2 separate regions of the Danio rerio genome follow, and region 1 is linked to region 2. The links are chromatin contacts, called in public HiCAR-type maps. All regions are on one chromosome and are shown on one strand. Each heading gives the region's core, a stretch centred on a gene start, on an enhancer-like site or on the middle of the called end of the contact. The rest is flanking DNA. Distances are from core to core; before and after follow the strand shown. Region 1 holds the start of xxylt1 (xyloside xylosyltransferase 1). Region 2 holds the start of lsg1 (large 60S subunit nuclear export GTPase 1).

Region 1 (3,589 bases), core at 1,042-3,541, 250 kb before region 2:
TGCGTTATAGAGGAAAAATTTAGCTAAATTGGCTGTAGTGTATGTGTGTGAATTGAAGTGTATGGGTGTTTCCCAGTGATGGGTTGCAGCTGGAAGGGCATCCGCTGTGTAAAACGTGCTGGATGAGTGATCGGTTTAATCCACTGTAGCCACCCCAGATTAATAAAGGGATAAAGCCAAAAGAAAATGAATGAATGAACTGTAAAGTGTAGTACAATATCTTATACAATATTTTAGTTTCAACCATACAACTCTTTATCTGTAAATGTGCATGTTAATGTCATCCAAACACAAGTGATCCAAGTCCTGTGAAAGGATGATGCCAACTATAGAGGACTTCTAGAGGTCTCCATAATCCTGGACCAGGCCGTATCCTGAGCTGATGCTGTGGTGGTCATGGAGGAGTGGAGAGCGTGAGACTGATTCCTAAATGACTTTAGTGACATATGAGTCTCAGAATTGATCCCGTGGGCCAGCCTGAACACCTGCCGGTGACCTATTCACACCTGCAGCTTCTTCACAATGGACGTCCAGCATTCTCCAGTCTCCGATGCCTTGACTGCAGCTCTGCACAAGAAGCTTGGCCAGAGGAGAAATGGTCATGCCCAGGGCTGGACTGGTACAAAAAATCGGCCCTGGCATTTTGGGAAAGAGTGGCCCACTACATCAATCAAAATGCTTCCCATCTGTGCACACCCTTGAATATGTTTACCAACTCCCATTCTATAGAAGCACAAAAGCCATATTTAGGAAATAATGAGAGTTGACAAATTAAAAACTTTAAAAAAAATTAATTCATTATTATAAAAAATGTATGGGGCGACGCAGTGGCGCAGTAGGTAGTGCTGTCGCCCCACAGCAAGAGGGTCGTGTGGAGTTTGCATGTTCTCCCTGCGTTCGCGTGGGTTTCCTCCGTGTGCCCCGGCTTCCCCCACAGTCCAAAGAAAGACATGCGATACAGGTGAATTGGGTAGGATGAATTGTCTGTGGTGTATGGATGTTTCCCAGAGATGGGTTGCAGCTGGAAGGGCATCTGCTATGTAAAACATATGCTGGATAAGTTGGCGGTTCATTCTGCAGTGGCGACCCCAAATTAATATAAGCCGAAAAGAAAATTTAATGAATGTATAATGCAATTATGTAAACATGAAACAACATACTTATTTTGAACAGTAATCACCAATATGAGTAAGTTATGTGGTCATACACAAGTGTATTAGGATAGTAAGGATAGTAAATTAGCTTCTTATACATTGATTAATAAAACAATTCGCATTTTAGGCAGCACAAAACAAAAATTACTTTTATAAATAGAATATACGTAACAAATACGTTATTTATTTATTTATTTATTTATTTATGTGTGTTAATCATAGACTGTAAAACACAGGTGTTAACGTATATCGACGCTGCGTTTCTTTCTTCATGTGATACCGGGTCTTTTATTTTTTATTTTTATTATTTTTTTTTTTATTGAAAATACAAAATCCAAATACAACAAAATGGGATTCAACTTTACAACTTGTGTGTCATATATGGAAGGCTCAACACAAAATAATATACAAAGATACAAATGTAATATACAAAAAACATTCAAGTTAAAATAAATCCAAGAGTGAAAGGAAAACGCAAAAATTAAATAAATAAATAAAAAATAAGTACAACATATATATCATCTATGGCAAGTTATATAATACAAATAAATTGAACATTTTTAAGGCAATTTTTGTTTTCATTTTAACCAGGGCATCTGAAAATATTTTAAGTTCTTTTATAAATACAATAAGTAATGGAGGTGTTTTGAAATATCTACATTTATGAATAAAATATTTGGCTAACACAATTATCATATTTATCAAATCGTGCAAAGTAGAGCAATCTTTAGTAATTCCATACAGTACATCTTATAATGTAAAAGTCAAACCTTCAGCATCCACATTTTTTATTATCAACCAGTCTTGTACTTTTTTCCAAAATGATCGAACAGCGCTGCAAGAGAAAAATATGTGTTCAGTGTCTTCACTAAAGTGTTTACATAAACGGCATGGTGAGTTTTCTAAGTAAAATTTTAGATGTAAGAATCTATTAGAAGGGTATAAGTTATATCATTAAATATTTTAAATTGTACTTCTTTTACCTTGGGGAGAATTGGAAATTTAAGATATGTTGTTCTAAAATATTTAACAGTGTTTTTATCCACTGAATGAAATAACATATTTCTTAATACTTGATAAGAGAAACAAGATTGGATAATAATTTGTCTTAAATGTTTGATACCGGGTCTTTTATTATGAACTGTTCAACTTCCGGTGATGTAAGACGCGCAAGTGTTCAGATGTCTCGTGTCTGCATTATTATTTTGCTTTTGCAAATGTACATTTTTCCATAGAGTCTTTAATAACCCACCGCTCCAGTTGTCTTCCAGCAGCAGCAGCTCCTCTTGTCATGATTTCTGTGTGTATCGCGCGCCGCTGAAGGCGTCATGTGACGGCGGTAAGAGACTGTTGCTTCACGCTACATGCAAAGCGGCTGCATATAAACATGTATGGAAGTGCACAACGTTACTTTGAACATCTGCTGTTTGCTGTATTAAAGCTGACACGTTTCACATGTATTGTTTGAAACTGTCATTTGGCCTAAATGATATTTAGAGCTATAGGTTATCCAAAAATGAACATTCTGTCATAATTTTCTCTTAATATGTTTCTTTCAATGCTGTTTCACAGAGCATTTTTGACATTTTCCCATATGGTTAAAAATAATAAAGACGTGCTTTAATAGGCCTTACAACATGTGTGCTATTTAAAAATGTCTGATTCCATTAAAATGAAGTATGGCAGGAACAAACCAGAATCTAATATTGTTTCCTTACCAAAAAACCTGTATATATGTTTTTTCTGTGATACAGAAAATATATTAACTTAAGTTGTAAGTTAATTAAGAGTGTTTGAGAGGTCATCTCGTTTTATACCATGTTTTTCTACATTTAAACAGTGATATTTTGAACAATATTTTAAACCAAAGAACTAAATTAACCAATGTTCCCCCCAAAAAAGAAATTAAAAATAATTATGAGCAATTGCAGCGTTATGGATGTGACATTTGCTGTAAAAACTCAACACATAAATTGACATTGAAAGTATACGTTAACATTATATCGAAACGTCTGTGTCTATTTTCCAAAAACAACTAACCCCAGAGTTATACGAGCAGAATAATATCCATCTGTAAGCTTTTTTTGTATTTTAAATGTGTAAAATAAACATGCGATGTGACAAGAAAAGTCTGCGAGTTTATAGCATACAGCATACTTTGTAGAAGTTCTGTGAATTAAACTGCACAACCCAAAAGAAATAATGATAATCAAAAGGATAAGAGTAGGCTCTAAACAAAAATGATTGATTATTTTATTTGACAGTTTTGCATTTATGAGGGAAATGCTTCATTTATACACACACACACACACACACACACACACACATATATATATATATATATATATATATATATATATATATATATATATATATATATATATGTATATGTATGTATGTATGTATGTGTTTTTTTTTCATCAAATTTTTATTTT
Region 2 (3,873 bases), core at 532-3,031:
CAGCAGAGGCTCGAATTAGCCTTATTCGAATTAGCCTTATTACAACAGCATGTTTTAGAAAATACACATTTAACAATAAAAACAATATATACAGTTTCAATCAGAATTATTACCCCCCTGTTTATTTTTCCCCCAATTTCTGTTTAACGAGGAGATTTTTTAAACACATTTTTAAACATAATAGTTTTAATAACTCATTTTAAATAACTGATTTATTTTATCTTTGCCATGATGACAGTAAATAATATTTGACTAGATATTTTTCAAGACACTTCTATACAGCTTAAAGTGACATTTAAAGGCTTAACTAGGTTAATTAGGTTAACTAAGCAGGTTAGAGTGGTTAGGCAAGTTATTGTATAATGATGATTTGTTCTGTAGACTATCGGAAAAATATACCTTATAGGGGCTAATCATTTTGACCTTAAAATTGTGTTTAAAAAATTAAAAACTGGTTTATTTTAAAGCCAAAATAAAACAAATAAGACTTTCTCCAGAAGAAAAAATATTATCAGACATACTGTGAAAATGTCCTTGCTCTGTTAAACATCATCTGTTAATAAATCAAAGATTTAATTCTGTTATTTCTGATAGCAATTGTACAATACTATTTACTATATTGTAATATAATTATTTCTACAGCATGTACAGCAATAATAATAATTGTTGTTATTGTTATGATTATGAATGTGTTATTATTAAATTTGGTGTTGGTGGTGGTGTTGCCTCTTTCCTAACATACAGAGATATGTATAAATCTGAAGAAAACCACTGAGCATATTTTCTACAACTGCATATACTCAAAGTTATTTTGGGCTCATAAACATGTCAGAATCTCTCATGTCAATATTCATGTAAACCCTTTTTGCATTAAAAAAGTTAGATTCAGTGTAACTAAAGAAAATTGTACACATCATTACCTGGTTAATAGCCTTATATGCTTTGCAAAATTCATTCATTTATTTTCTCTTCGGCTTAGTCCCTTTATTAATCTGGGGTCACCACAACGGAATGAACCGCCAACTTATCCAGCAAATGTTTTACGCAGAGGATGACCTTCCTGCCACAACCCAACACTGGGAAACACCCATACACTCCTGCATTTACATACACTAAGGACAATCAGACATCACTTAGTACTTTGTCAAATAATAAAGCTAGTAAAGTAGCTACTTTTTTCAGCGAATTTCACACCCTATAGCCCCTTCACAACCCTTTGAAGGTTTATATTGTATGAACTTTTATACTTTATTTATTTTATTTATTCACTTATTTTTTTAACGTCAAATACAATTGTCGTTATCATATGTTGCTTTTTTCCTATATTTGTGTCTGCTTATTGTTGTAATTTTATTACTTCATGCTTGTTTATGCATGTAAGGCCTACATTGTATAATTCTTTGAAAAAAAACTTGTATGTAACTGGACAGTTTGGGTGGATCTGAAACTTATTATGTATTGACATCTACTGGTATCATGCTAACATTGCAAGAGAACAGTATTTGGCTGCAAATCCGTAACCACGCAGTTGGTTTTTGACCGGTCCTATTTGAACGCGACACCACCGAACAAAACAAAAGTCTGGCCAAGATTTCAATTTTCGCCCAATTCTCAGTCTATTCTACTATTATTTAAATAAATATTCACTGTACTAAAACGACATGAACATAAAGAACACAATCAACAATTGTCATCTCTTCTAAACATTCGCGAAGGAGTGGTCCCTCTCGTAGATCATTCCGTGTCACTTCCTTCCTCTGCCATAACAAACATATCACACGCGTGAAGGTTTATCCACTCGAATGTCCACGAACAACTCACTGTCACGCGTTTATATCGCCGTTTAACCGTGTAAAGAAGTTTAAAATGGGGAAGAAGAAGACTCGTGGAGAGGGTTCAGGGTTGGGGAGAGCTTTAATAAAGGAGAGACTGAACGCAGGCCGCGGATACAGGAGAAACGACACATGGGTGAGAAACACTGACAGTCTGATGTGAAAATCGTTTTAATTAGGCTTTCAGCATTAGCATTAGTTTAGAGTGTTGTTTTTAATATACCTAATTTATAATGCAATGTGGATTGTTCTATATTGTAATAACAAAAGAGTACGATACGTATAATGTAAAGTGCAGTAGAGTTATGCGTGTTAAGGGATAGTTCAGCCCTAAAATGAAATGTTCTCACTGTTTAGCCACCCTCAAGTGAGTAAATAGTGAGAATAAAAGAAGATATTGTGAAGAAAGCTGGAAACCTGTAACCACTGACTTCTAACGTTATACAGTTTTTTTTCATGCTATGGATGGATGTCAATGATTACAGGCTTTCAACTTTATTCAGTTTATCTTGTTTTGTATTCAACAGAAGGTAGGAAACTTATAAAGGTTTAAAACAAGTAAATGATGACAAGTGCATATGGGCTACAAGATTTTATCTTATAATAAGATTAGTTATATTTTATAAAATATAATATTCTTCTTCAGACCGTATATTGGAGTTCTTGCACGCCAGAAGATTTTTTTTCAACACATGATGTCTAATATAATAAACAATACGATGTACAGTTGAAGTCAGAAATATTAGTCCCCCTAGAATTTTTTTCTTTTTAAAATATTTCCCAAGTGATGTTAACAGAGCAAGGACATTTTCACAGTATGTATGATAATATTTTTTCTTCTGGAGAAAGTATTATTTGTTTTATTTTGGCTACAATAAAAACAGTTTTTATTTTCTTAAACACCATTTTAAGGAAAAAATATTAAGCCCCTTTAAGCTCTATTTTTTTTTCGATCTACAGAACAAATCACTGTTATACAATAACTTGACTAATTACCATAACCTGCCAAATAACCCAATTAACCTAGTTAAGCTTTTTAATGTCACTTTAAGCTGTATTATTTACTGTCATCATGGCAAAGATAAAATAAATCAGTTTCTAGAAATGAGTTATTAAAACTATTATGTTTCAAAATATATATTTAAAAAAAATCTTCTCTCCGGTTAACAGAAATTGGGGGAAAAAATCAACAGGGGGGCTAATAATTCTGATTTCAACTGTATATTAATTGTGTCGTGTGTTTAGCTTCACACCAGCGAGCTGAATGATGGATATGATTGGGGTCGGCTCAACCTGCAGTCTGTCACTGAGCAGAGCTCCCTGGACGACTTTCTGGCCACAGCCGAACTTGCTGGAACTGAATTTGTTGCAGGTAGGTGTTGATTTGTTTCAAATCTATTAACTCAATATATTATATTTAAATGAATTTATTAAAATATACATTAATGTGTTTAAATTAGGGCTGCACAATATTGAAAAATTCTAACATTGCAGTATTTTTTTTTATTTTGAGATATATAGAGATATCAATACAATCCCACCAGATGACTTCATATCTCTATTTGGAAAGAATTTATAATGTTAGATCGATTGCATCTCCATAAAATATAATAAACAATATATTACATTTTTAGGGGTCCCCCCCCAACAGATCTTAGTAATGTGTGTGTGTGTGTGTGTGTGTGTGTGTGTGTGTCTATTGACACAAAAAAATCGCAAAAAAAAAAAAAAAGAAAGTGGTTTATTAAAAATAATAAAGAAATATGGTTTAATTTAAGCTGTGGTGATTTAAGTACTGAGTAATTAAAATTAATTGAAAATTGACCATATGGGTTAGCATTTATTTATGCATAATTTACTGTATTATTGTAGTAAGTACATGTAATATGTAACAAGGACACAAAACTATAGCACTGTCAGCTATAGAACAATATATAAAGATATGTCATTGTTTTGCAGAGAAGCTCAATATAAAGTTTGTCCCAGCTGAAGCAAGAGCTGGCTTGCTTTCCTCTGAGGAGTCCAGGCGGCTAAAGAAACT

The links. HiCAR-type assays count read pairs that join an accessible place to other places.
Region 1: a HiCAR-type map of caudal fin shows a contact between it and region 2, with 15 times the contacts expected there. The contact joins the promoter of xxylt1 here to the promoter of lsg1 in region 2. A contact is called at or near these places in 7 of 18 Hi-C or Micro-C datasets (caudal fin, embryo, fibroblasts and 3 more) and 3 of 4 datasets of contacts at active chromatin or transcription factors (caudal fin, embryo and pancreas).

The regions. Positions count from the first base shown.
Region 1 is chr11:36,788,147-36,791,735 of GRCz12tu, reverse strand. xxylt1 (xyloside xylosyltransferase 1) reads left to right here and starts at 2,291. Exons shown (of 8, transcript XR_012387266.1): 1 at 2,291-2,493.
Region 2 is chr11:36,537,773-36,541,645 of GRCz12tu, reverse strand. It overlaps lsg1 (large 60S subunit nuclear export GTPase 1), which reads left to right and starts at 1,781. Exons shown (of 14, transcript NM_212642.1): 1 at 1,781-1,968; 2 at 3,078-3,204; 3 at 3,792-3,873. The coding sequence starts at 1,867.